2 separate regions of the Macaca mulatta genome follow, and region 1 is linked to region 2. Evidence: chromatin contacts called from public Hi-C data. All regions are on one chromosome and are shown on one strand. Each heading gives the region's core, a stretch centred on a gene start, on an enhancer-like site or on the middle of the called end of the contact. The rest is flanking DNA. Distances are from core to core; before and after follow the strand shown.

Evidence for each region. Hi-C and Micro-C count contacts between places; a contact is called where the count stands out from the background.
Region 1: a contact with region 2 is called in a Hi-C map of liver, with 2.4 times the contacts expected there. The contact joins the promoter of NEK4 here to the promoter of GLT8D1 in region 2. A contact is called at or near these places in 2 of 14 Hi-C or Micro-C datasets (fetal cortex germinal zone and liver).

What each region holds. Positions count from the first base shown.
Region 1 is chr2:116,338,745-116,344,436 of T2T-MMU8v2.0, forward strand. NEK4 (NIMA related kinase 4) reads right to left here and starts at 2,461. Exons shown (of 14, transcript XM_077993086.1): 1 at 2,187-2,461; 2 at 1-125. The coding sequence starts at 2,279.
Region 2 is chr2:116,262,122-116,267,772 of T2T-MMU8v2.0, forward strand. GLT8D1 (glycosyltransferase 8 domain containing 1) reads right to left here and starts at 2,058. Exons shown (of 10, transcript NM_001266211.1): 1 at 1,769-2,058. It overlaps SPCS1 (signal peptidase complex subunit 1), which reads left to right and starts at 2,170. Exons shown (of 4, transcript NM_001193749.1): 1 at 2,170-2,601; 2 at 2,965-3,024; 3 at 3,114-3,200; 4 at 4,006-4,562. The coding sequence starts at 2,365. The coding sequence ends at 4,131. The region is part of intron 2 of LOC144339230 (a long non-coding RNA gene); the gene reads left to right. It overlaps LOC144339232 (a long non-coding RNA gene), which reads right to left. Exons shown (of 2, transcript XR_013414025.1): 1 at 5,396-5,651; 2 at 2,449-3,413.

The sequences.
Region 1 (5,692 bases), core at 1,211-3,710, 77 kb after region 2:
TCCCATGACTCCTTGTAGGTGACAATGTTGGGATGCTTCAACTGAGACAAGAGCTGGGCTTCCTGTTCAGCAGCTCGCCGCTCTCGGCTAGAGGCATTTCGGAGGTTCAGTTTTTTGATGACATACTAAAAACAAAACATGTATTTTTACAACGTGCAAATAAACACAAGATTTGTGGCCTCAGAGTTATCTAAGGGCTCTCAAGAATATCCTCAAAACCAACCTTGTAGAGCCTGTCAGATAACCTATTCATTTTGTTTTTCACCAAGTACAAAATCAGGGAAAATATTTGCTATTATTAATGATACTTCTTATAAGTTAGATTTGTAGCACTGTAAGGCCACAAAAAAATTACCTTTCCATCTGCATTTCACAATTTCATTAATGACTAAAAAAAGTGAGTTCAAGATAACATACTATTGGATCAATTATAAAACCTGTGTTAGCAATTTCTTAATGTCTGGCCGTACACAATGGCTCACGACTGTAATTCCAGCACTTTGGGAGGGCAAGGTGAGTGGATCACCTGAGGTCAGGAGTTCAAGACCAGCCTGGTCAACACGGTGAAACCCGTCTCTACTAAAAATACAAAAATTAGCCCGGCGTGGTGGTGTGTACCTGTAGTCTCAGCAACTCGGAAGGCTGACACAGGAGAATCGCTTGAACGTGGGATGCAGAAATTGCAGCAGTGAGCTAAGATTGCACCACTGCACTCCAGCCTGGGAGGCAGAGCAAGACTCTGTCTCAAAAAAATTTAAAAAAAAAAAAAAAAAGAAATTTCTTAACATCTAAACTCTCCCAAAAAGGTGCATAAAATATGGCTTGAATATACATTTGCAGACAGAATAGTCCATGGATTACATTAGATACTCAAAGGGATCCATGGCCCCATAAGTTTAATAGTCACTGATCTTCAGCATAGAAAATTATTCACTTAAAAGAAATCAATAGCCTCTAACACCTAATACATTGCCCTCAATCATTTCAAAGACCATACAATTCATTTCTTCAACACATACATAAATGTGTTTTGTGAAGTGTAAACTAAAGCTCAAATAACTAGCTATTGCTAGTTCCCTATTATCAGCCCCAAAATCCAATGATTCCCCCAATGCCTACTGAATAAATCTCTTATGCATGAGCTTGTGTTCCAGCAAAGCAACTAGCACCAGAGACAAGGAAGAACAGGCAATTGGGCCCTATATTTAGCGGGGACATCTCCTCTCAGCTTGGCTGGAGCAGTCCTGTTGTCCTGGTGTAACTATTGATAGTGCCTCCTTTCAGTTTCAAAATTGTCCCAGTTTGTACAATACATTATATTGTCACCCTATTAATATACCACATTGAAGAATTGGTTCATTATCCTGAGGGTAATGGGATAAAGTGTTTTAAAGAAAGGAGGAGTGACATCAGATTTAAATTTTAGAAGGATCACTAAGGCTGCAATGAAAGTGATGGATTGGAGAAAAGCAAGTCAAGTAGCGGCGACCAGTTGGGAAACTGTGGCCATAGCCTAGCTAGAGAAAACAAGGTGTCCTGGATTAGGGTGGTACCAATAGAGATGAGAAGAGGCCTACTGTCTTAGTGATAGATAAATATAATCAGTGTTGGGGTGCGTGGGGAGGCTTAAAAATGACTTCAGGTGTCCGACTTGGGCAACTGGTGGGTTGGTGTCGCTATTCACTGAAACGGAAGACATGAAATAAGGTTTAGCGGGAAGAAAATGAGTCCGAGTTTTAAGTGAGTCCAGCAGTCTACAGTAGAGACCTTTGAGGCCCATTATGCAAGGAATAATGCTTGCTAGGCGCTGTGTTAAGTCCTGGGAATGCATGATACCTGCTCTCATGAGATTGTCGGGGGTGGGAGAAAGGTGTGTAGATCAAGCATGTCAATTAATACAACAAAGAAATAGATATGCAGAGACTGAAAATTTTTCATAAAACGAAGAATCGTAATTAAAGAAAATGAAAATTAAAAGGAAAAAAAGTAATACAACAAAGAAGTAGAGGAAGTTCTGGGCGCATATTACAGGGAGGCCTGGCCTCATCTTGGTCTGGGACCATCTCCCTGAGGAAATGCCATCCGAGATGAACCCCTTGCGACCACTCCCGATCTAATCTACCGGTAGGCGCCCTCGGCGCACCTCTGCCCGCCCCCGGCCCTTGCCGGGCCTCACCCCTGCAGACCTGCTTGCCGTCCCGCCGGTGCTTCACAAGCGTCACCTCTCCGTAGCTCCCCTTGCCCACGACCCGCAGGTAGCAGTAGGCGGCCAGGGGCATGTTCCCAGCGCTGGCCCAGAGTCGGGATGCGGCGGCAGCGGCGGGTAGGGCAGCGGGCGGCAGCAGGAGGCTCGGTTCATGCCCTAAAGTGTGCAGTGGGGGCGGCTGTTGAGGCAGCCAGGCCCGGGCGGGATCGCAGGGTCCCAGCCCACGACGACGCCGCTGCCATAGCGATCCGGGCCGGGAGCAGTCCTGCGCATGCTCCTGCGTCCCCAAAGGACGGCCATAGAGCGGACGCCACGAGCGGCCAGAGAGGTTCCGCAGCCCCGGGAGGACCCGCCATAGAGCAGAGGCTCCAGGAGGCCAGAGCGACCTCTCCAGGCCCCGCGCGCTATCTGTTCGTCGGTTCCACCGTCCGGGTCCCCGCCACGGCAGAGTCGGGGAAAGCTTCCTCTTATTGTGCACTTGTTTGTCCTAAGCCCGTTACAAGTATTGTTCGTTCATTCTACGAATATTTATTGACTGCCTATGTGCCAGGCCGACAAAGCCCCTTCCCTCCTGGAGCTCATGTTCTAATGATTGGTGACAGACTGTACCAGTAACATTTGCTGTATCCGCTTTATCACATGCCGTCTCTGCATCCAGCAATCCATCCTATTTTTTGATACATTCAAAGTAAATTGGAGATATCAGTACCTTTCATCCCTAAAAACTTTCGCCTGCTAATTGAGAACTACAAAGACTCCTCAGCAGTTAACGACTGCCCTAACCACTGCACTAAGAGACCTGACTAAACTCTAGCATGGCGTTATGCTAAGTTAATAGCCTAAGGGCGGATCTCTAGGTGGACCTAGGCCCCTTTAAAATGTCTGCCCAAGAAAGCTCAGGGGTGCCAAAAGAATTCACCATTTGTTCCAGCCAATGCCTCCCTTTTCTAGACCGCTTCTTTTTTTTTTTTTTTTTTTTTTTGAGACAGCGTCTGGCCCTGTCACCCAGGTTGGAGTGCAGTGGTGCAATGGTGCTCACTGCTGCTTAGACCTCCTGGGCTCAAGCCATCCTTCCAACTACAGGCACACACCTCCATGCCTGGCTAATTCTATTTTATTTTTTTCAGAGACAGGGTCTCACTAAGTTCCCCAGACTGGTCTTGAACTCCCGGGCTCAAGCAGTTCGCCCACAGTGGCCTCCCAAAATGCCGATATGTGTGCCATTGTGCCTGGCGTCTTTCCTTTTTATGGCCAAATAATATTCCATTGTATATATATACACCACAATTTGTTTATCCATTCATGCAGTCATGGACACGGATAGCTTCCATCTTTTAACTATTGTGAATAATTCTGCTATAAACATGGGTGTACTAATATCTGTTTGAATCCCTGCTTTCTTTTTAATTCATTTGGGTATACACTCAGAAGTGAAATTGCTGGATCATATGCTAATTCTAGTTTAATGTACTGAGAAACCACCACACCATTTTCCACAGCAAGTTGAACCGTTTTACATTCCCATCAGCAATCCACAAGGGTTCAAATTTCTCCTCATCCTTGATCTATATCTTGATAGGAGATTTGGGTGTATGGATTTGTCAAAATTATCTAATGCTAAATTTAATATTTGCACATTTTCCCTCAAAGCAAATTTCATCTTCACTAGAAAACCAAACAAAAAGAACCATAAATAAAGATTGAACTCTAGTTAATGATATTATTAAAGATAAACAGGCCGGGCGTGGTGGCTCATGCCTGTAATCCCAGCACTTTGGGAGGTCAAGGTAGGCGGATCACGAGGTCAGGAGATCAAGACCATCCTAGTTAACACAGTGAAACCCCATCTCTACTAAAAATACAAAAAATTAGCCGGGCGTGGTGCTGCACACCTGTAGTCCCAGCTACTCAGAAGGCTGAGGCGGGAGAATGGCGTGCACCCAGGAGGCGGAGCTTGCAGTGAGCCGAGATCATGCCACTGCACTCCAGCCTGGGCGACAGAGCGAGACGTAAACAAAGCCAAGCATTAAAACGGTGAAAATAGATTTTATTCAGTAACTACTGGCGGTAGGGGAAAGAGCTGAACTCCATTCTATTTGTGCAGAGGTGATTGGGCATTCCAAAGGAAGAATAAGGGAGTAGGCAGGGGAGCAAGCAGGGGCTCACTTAGAGTCTGGGAAGTGAAAAATTAAAAGGATTGGTTAGCGTAAATGTGATTAGGCCAACTGTGTCTGCTAGCTGGCAATCAGGGAAGTCAGGATTCTATTCTCCCACATAGACTGGGAGACATGAGCCCTACCTTTCTGATGATTACATTTCAAAGGAATGGATTTTAGGTCCTTGAGAAAGACATTCCTAGGATGTAGGAAATACATAGGTATATATCTCAGAGGGACAGAAGAAGGATTTGTAATTGTAAGCTTTTTAAAGTTAGTGCTCTAGAGGCGGCACACTATGACTCACACCTAATCCCAGCACTTTGGGAGGCCAAGGTGGGAGGATCACTTGAAACCAGTCTAAGCAACACAGTGAGACCCCCTTCTGTACAAAAAATTATAAAAATTAGCTGGGTGTGGTGGTGCATGCCTGTAGTCCCAGCTACCTGGGAGGCTGAGGTGGGAGAATCAGTTGAGTCCCAGAGGTTGAGGCTGCAGTGAGCCATGATCCTGGCACTACACTCCAGCCTGAGTGACGGAGTGAGACTCTGTCTCAAAATAAATAAATTTTTAAAAAGGAAGGATGTTCTGACGTGCTACAACATGGATGACCCTTGAGGACATTATGCTAAATAAAATAAGGCAGTCACAAGAGGACAAAAGTATGATTTCACTTATGTAAGGTACCTGTAGTAGTCAAAATCACAGATTCAGAAAGTAGAATGGTGGTTGCCAGTGGTTGGGGAGAGGAGGGAGTTGGTGGGTAGTGTTTAATGGGTGCAGAGTTTTAGCTGGGGAAAATGAAAAAGTCCTGGAGATGGATGGTGGTGATGGCTGCACAACATGAGCGTACCGAAGCCACTGAACTGTATTCTTAAATATGGTTAAATAATAAATATTATGTTCTGTATATTTTACCACAATAAAAAAATTGTGGCGCACTGCTCCTGTAATCCCAGCTACTCAGGAGGCTGAGGCATGAGAATCACGTGAACCTGGGAGGCGGAGATTGCATTGAGCCAAGATCGTGTCACTGCACTCCAGCCTGGGCAACAGAGCGAGACTCCTTCTCAAAAAAAAAAAAAATTATATTGTGTGTGTATATATATATATATATATATATATATATATATTTCATTCTACAGACAAAGGTCTACTAGCCTGGCCCTGGAGGACAACTATGAACAAGACAGACAAGGGCCTGTCCCTGTGGGGCTTACAGTCGAAGGGGGAGACGGCCATGCATACTAACAAGCTGCCCTTGCCAACTGAGGTCAGTACTGTGCAGAAAAGCCGCCTGGTCCAGCCTGGCCATCCAGGAGAGGTTGCC
Region 2 (5,651 bases), core at 808-3,307:
ATCTCCTGACCTCGTGATCCGCCCGTCTCGGCCTCCCAAAGTGCTGGGATTACAGGCGTGAGCCACCGCGCCCGGCCGACCTTCACCTTTTCAAAACAATTCAGTGGAAACAAGATAGTAGGTGGAACTAAATTTATTTAAAAAATAAATTCCTTCAACAAGCTCTTGGTAAAATGTTTCCTTAAAGACATTTTACCAACCAAGATATTGTGAACCCACCTTTTAACCCTTACTATAGACCCTGGATCTGTAACTACATTTTCATTAGAGTATACAATTGTGTACGATTTGATTAGCAACACAGTTGGTCCTCAGTATCAGTCAGGGATTGGCTCCAGGACTCCCCATGTATACAAAAATTCACGAATGGTCAAGTCCCTTATGTAAAATGGCATATTAGAGTCAGCCCTCTGTATCTGTAATTTCAATCCGTGGTTGGTTGAATCCAAGAATACAAAACCGTGGATACAAAAAAAAAAAAAAAAAAAAAAAGACCACACTGGCCAGGCGTGGTAGCTCATGCCTATAATCCCAGCACTTTGGAAGGCCAAGGTGGGTGGATCACTTGAGGTCAGGCGTTTGAGACGAGTCTGGCCAACACAGTGAAACCCCATCTCTACTAAAAACACAAAAATTAGCCGGGCTAAGTGGCGCATGCCTGTAATCTCAGCTACTCAGGAGGCTGAGGCAGGGCAATCACTTGAATCCAGGAGGCAGAGGTTGCAGTGAGCCACGATCGCACCACTGCACTCCAGCCTGGGTGACAGAGCGAGCCTTCATCTCAAGAAAAAAAAAAAAAAAAAAGGCCACACAAAGATGTATCTATTTATACACACATCAGAAAGTCTGTTCAATCACACCAAGAAATACAGAGCATGGGAAGGAAACAGGAATAAACTCTTGCCCATCCCTCATTCTGCCTTCTACACGTCCTGACTCCTTCTGAGGTCAGAAAAGTGTCAAAGGTGTCTGCATTTTACTGTTTGGTCTCTGCCACGTGCAAGGATGAAAGGGCACTGAGGATATACATACACTTTCTCCTACCCTTTCATCTGGCTGGCTCCCACTTGGCTTTCAGAAGTCAAGGTAGCCTCCTCCAAACTCCACGTTGAGCTGCACCTCCCCTGAGCTCCCACATCTGCGCCTCCCTCTCCCAGGGCTAATCCAGCTATCATGTATTTCTGGCGTGATGTGGCTGTCTCCCTTGACACGCTCTGGGCTCTTCCAAGGCAACAGCCTGGTCTTGGTAACAACCGTGTCCTCGGTCCGTTGTCTGGCACAAACAAGGTGCCGTGAATATTTGCTGGTTGCATCAATGAGGACAGCAGTCCCACCCTGTCCCGGGAGTGCCTAGAATCTCACTATCTGTGGCTAACCCTGAGTACATAACCTGGGGGCCGGAGAGCCCGCTGGGACCCAGAAGCCCGGGTTCCTCAGAACGGTTTCTCTCCAAAACGTGGGCATCCCACCTGGCTCACGGTAACAGAGGAGGGTCTACGATTTAGAGATACACCAGCCTTGAAAGAGAGGCTGAGTGAACCTTTGGCTGGCCTCTATCAGGAGGGCCCAGCCTGGATCTGTGAGGGTCAGTAAAGTCGGCCAGAATGTGAGAGGGCCGAGTTCGGGAGCCCCCAGATGAGGGACTCTCCACGCGGATGAGAGGGACAACCGAGGACCGAGGTCCCCTCTCCAAGGAAATTCTCTCTCTTGTGGATGCCGCCTAGGGTAGCCCCCTAAATTCCAAGGGTCAGTAGGGCCCCCCCCTTACACTTTGAAGTGATCGGAAAGTGTTGCGACGCTCCGGGGATCCCGCCAGGCTCAGAGATACCCCTGCTTAGGGCTCCGACAAGTCGTTCCCCTCAAAGGCTCGCCGCGGCCGCCTTTACTGCAGGCGATGGAGGAGATGGGGATGCAGCCCCGGCCCGCCCTGCCAGCTCAGCGCCCGCGCCGCAGGCCCCGGGGCCCAGCCCGTTGTCTGGCCGCCCGCGTCCCCTGCACGCTGGGCCGAGCCCACTTGCCCTCTAGCTCCGCGGCAGCCGCGCAGCCCCACAACACCCAACCAACCCGCAGCGGTGACCGCTAGAGCGTCGCGCCAAGCAGGCGCAGCGGGGCAGCCCTGCCGCCGGGGTCCTCGCAGAGAAAAGACCGTCGCCATGGAGACGCGGCGCGCGCTGGCGGCCATTGGGCCGCGCAGGCACTGTCAAGGACAGTTTTCGGGACGGGGCCCGCGGCTCCAGGCACCCAACAGCACTGACGGTGAACCCTTCACGGCCGCGCGATGCCTCGACGCGGCGGCCGCCGCCGCCACCACCTCAGCTGCCCTCGCGGGCAGCACGCCGCGACAAAAGCGCACGTCGCCTAGCGATGGTGCGGGGCGGGGACATGGGCTGTATCGGCCCGTCGGAGACTTCCGCTTCCGGGGCCGCGGCCATCGCTCTCCCGGGCGTAGAAGGCCCGCCTGGCAACGCGCAGTTTCAGACCTTGGCCCTCACAGTCCATAAGTCTCGGTCGCCCTCGCCTCGCAGCCTGCCACCCGCGGTCGGCTGCCCGCCTCCTCAGCCAGCCATGCTGGAGCATCTGAGCTCGCTGCCCACGCAGATGGTGAGGGCGCAGCCCCGGGGACCTCCGCACGCAGCTCCTGTGCCTGGCAGCTTCGAAGCCCCTGTCCGAGCACCGACCTAGTGCTGCTCTGTTCCGGGCCCTGATGGTTACCCTCCACCCTCTTTACCGAATTGCCTCCTGGGTCCCCTTCTCTTCTACTCCGCGAGAATCTCCTGTCCATTCTCCGTGAGGGTGTTTCAGTTCCTCCCGGGAAGCCCAGAATTTAATTTCTTGCCCAGGTCCATAGGTGAGCGGGAGACCCTGATATTGGGGTTACCCTGTGCCAAAGTTTTGAGGTCAGGGCAGAAATTGTTATCTTCTCGGCGGTGGATCCAATTCTTTTTTTCCTCTGCTTCACCCCAGGATTACAAGGGCCAGAAGCTAGCTGAACAGATGTTTCAGGGAATTATTCTTTTTTCTGCAGTAAGTATTGGTTTTACGTGTAATCTCCGCCCCCGCCTCCCTCCCAACCCTCAGTTTGAGTGTGTTTAATATACTTCATTTGTCTCTAGATAGTTGGATTTATCTACGGATACGTGGCTGAACAGTTCGGGTGGACTGTCTATATAGTTATGGCCGGATTTGCTTTTTCATGTTTGGTAAGAAATTTGTGGGTGTTAGTGGCAACCTGGGTTTTGAGAGTCGGGTTGGTTTGGTTAGACCTACTCAGTAGTGAGACCCAAAGCCAATGTTTCCCTCATCCTTCCAGACAGCGTTTCCCTTTGCTATCATTGGAAAAGTAGAATGCCAAAATAGTGTCAGATGGTGTGAACTATATAAAAGAACATAGCTTATTTCCTTTGGCAGCTACTCTAGGTAATAATCTTAAGGTCAAAGCCAGCAGGAGTTTTTCATGGTGCTCACATTGCCCCCTCACCTGTTATTTATTTATTTATTTATTTTAAATTTTTTAAGACGGAGTTTCACTCTGTTGCCCAGGCTGCAGTGCACTGGGGCGATCTCGGCTCACTGCACCTTCTGCCTCCGGGGTTTAATCGATTCTCCTGCCTCAGCCTCCCGAGTAGCTGGGACTACAGGCTCACATCACCACACCCAGCTAATTTTTGTATTTTTAGTAGAGGCAGGGTTTCACTGTGTTGGCCAGGCTGGTCTCAAACAATCCGCCTACCTTGGCCTCCCAAAGTGCTTGGATTACAGGCGAGAGCCACCACACCTGGTCCCTCACTTTTCTTTTAGGTCTTAAAGCCATTTGTGTAGGCAGTAAGCCTGTTCCCATCATCTTACAGTGTTTTGCATGGACGGTGGCACAGAGCCTTTATAGGAATATGGATTTTTTTGGTTTTTGTTTCCTCAGCATGGGAGTCGTTTGGGAACCTGGCATTATACATAATTTTTTAAACTTTTAATAGCTATAATTTATGCATTTCCTTTTTTCTGACCCAGCTGACACTTCCTCCATGGCCCATTTATCGCCGGCATCCTCTCAAGTGGTTACCTGTTCAAGACTCAAGCACAGACGACAAGAAACCAGGGGAAAGAAAAATTAAGAGGCATGCTAAAAATAATTGAGGTTTTCATGATTCAGCACCTGCTTTTGTTTCCTGTGAGATGAGCTAAATTGCTTTCATACCCCAGAAAAGAGCTAAAACCATCTAATGCTCTTATGGCACAGCTGTGTGTAGATTTAGTTCTCTTTATACTTCATTTCTAGCACAGTTGGGTCTTGATTTATATAAGTAGTTTAGACCTTCTCTTCATAATCTTGCTGTGAAATGGGGAACAGAACACACAAGTATGCAGTTTCTTTCAGGTGTAAATAATGAAGAATAAATGCCTCATAAATGATAGTACAATGTAACTATCAAAGTTTTGTAATTCATTATGAGTTGTTAAACCATTTTAATATTTCCAATTAAACCTCATAGTGCAAGTTCTTTGTCTAAAGGATCTTTTGTTCATTATTCTGCAAGGAAGATAATTAGTAAAAGCCTAAGTTAGAAGTTCATGGTTCTGGCCAGGTGCAGTGGCTGTCACTTATAATCCCAGCACTTCGGGAGGCTAAGGCAGGAGGATGACTTGAGCCCAGGAGTTTGAGACATTTCATGGTATATAATTAATAGTTGTTACTAGAACATTAGTTCCATAAGAATGGGGACCTTGTTTTTCTCACTGCTGTCTGCCCAGTACATAGAAGAGTACACGATGCATTGTAAGTACTTAAGATTTATTGAATGAGAACTGCATTGTACAATATGGTGCCACTAGACACATGTCTATTTAATTAAAATATAAAACTCTTATCAAACTAGCCATGATTCAAAGGCTTAAGAGCTATGTGAATAGTGGCTACCATATAAAACATTTCCATCACAAAGTTCCATTTAGCAGATCTTATATAGAACCTTGAATAAAATTTAATAGACAAGTGATTTTGTATTTAACATGTCACCGTTATTGAATGCCTATAAGGCCATTCCAATAATGGATAATGTACTAAACAACAGGAAAAAAAAAACTGCAAGAAGTAAAGGTTGTGCAGGTGATATTCAGTAACACTGCAGGATAGCCAGAGCAAGGGCATTAACTTCCTTTGCTTTATAAGTCTATGGAAATCAAAACTTGTAAAAGAGAAAACCAAAATCAGAATTATTGACACTTTAGGCCAGGCATGGTGCCTCACGCCTATAATCCCAGCACTTTGGTAGGCCAAGGCAGGCAGATCACCTGAGGTCAGGAGTTCAAGACCAGCCTGGCCAACATGGTGAAACTCCATCTCTACTAAAAATAAAAAAATTAGCCAGGCGTGGTGGCATGTTCCTGTAATCCCAGCTACTCGGGAGGCTGAGGGAGGGGAACTTGAACCCAGGAGGCAGAGGCTGCAGTGAGCCAAGATCACACCACTGTACTCCAGCCTGGGCAACAATGAGACTCTGTGTCAAAAAAAAAAAAATGATTATATTGGGAAGAAAATGTATAGTCTTAGAGATGAGTTTTTAAATTAATTTAGGAAGATGAATTAAGCACTAAAGTAAAAAAGAACGATAAAAGTGGGAAGAAAACAGGATCAATGTTTAAACAAAATAAAAATA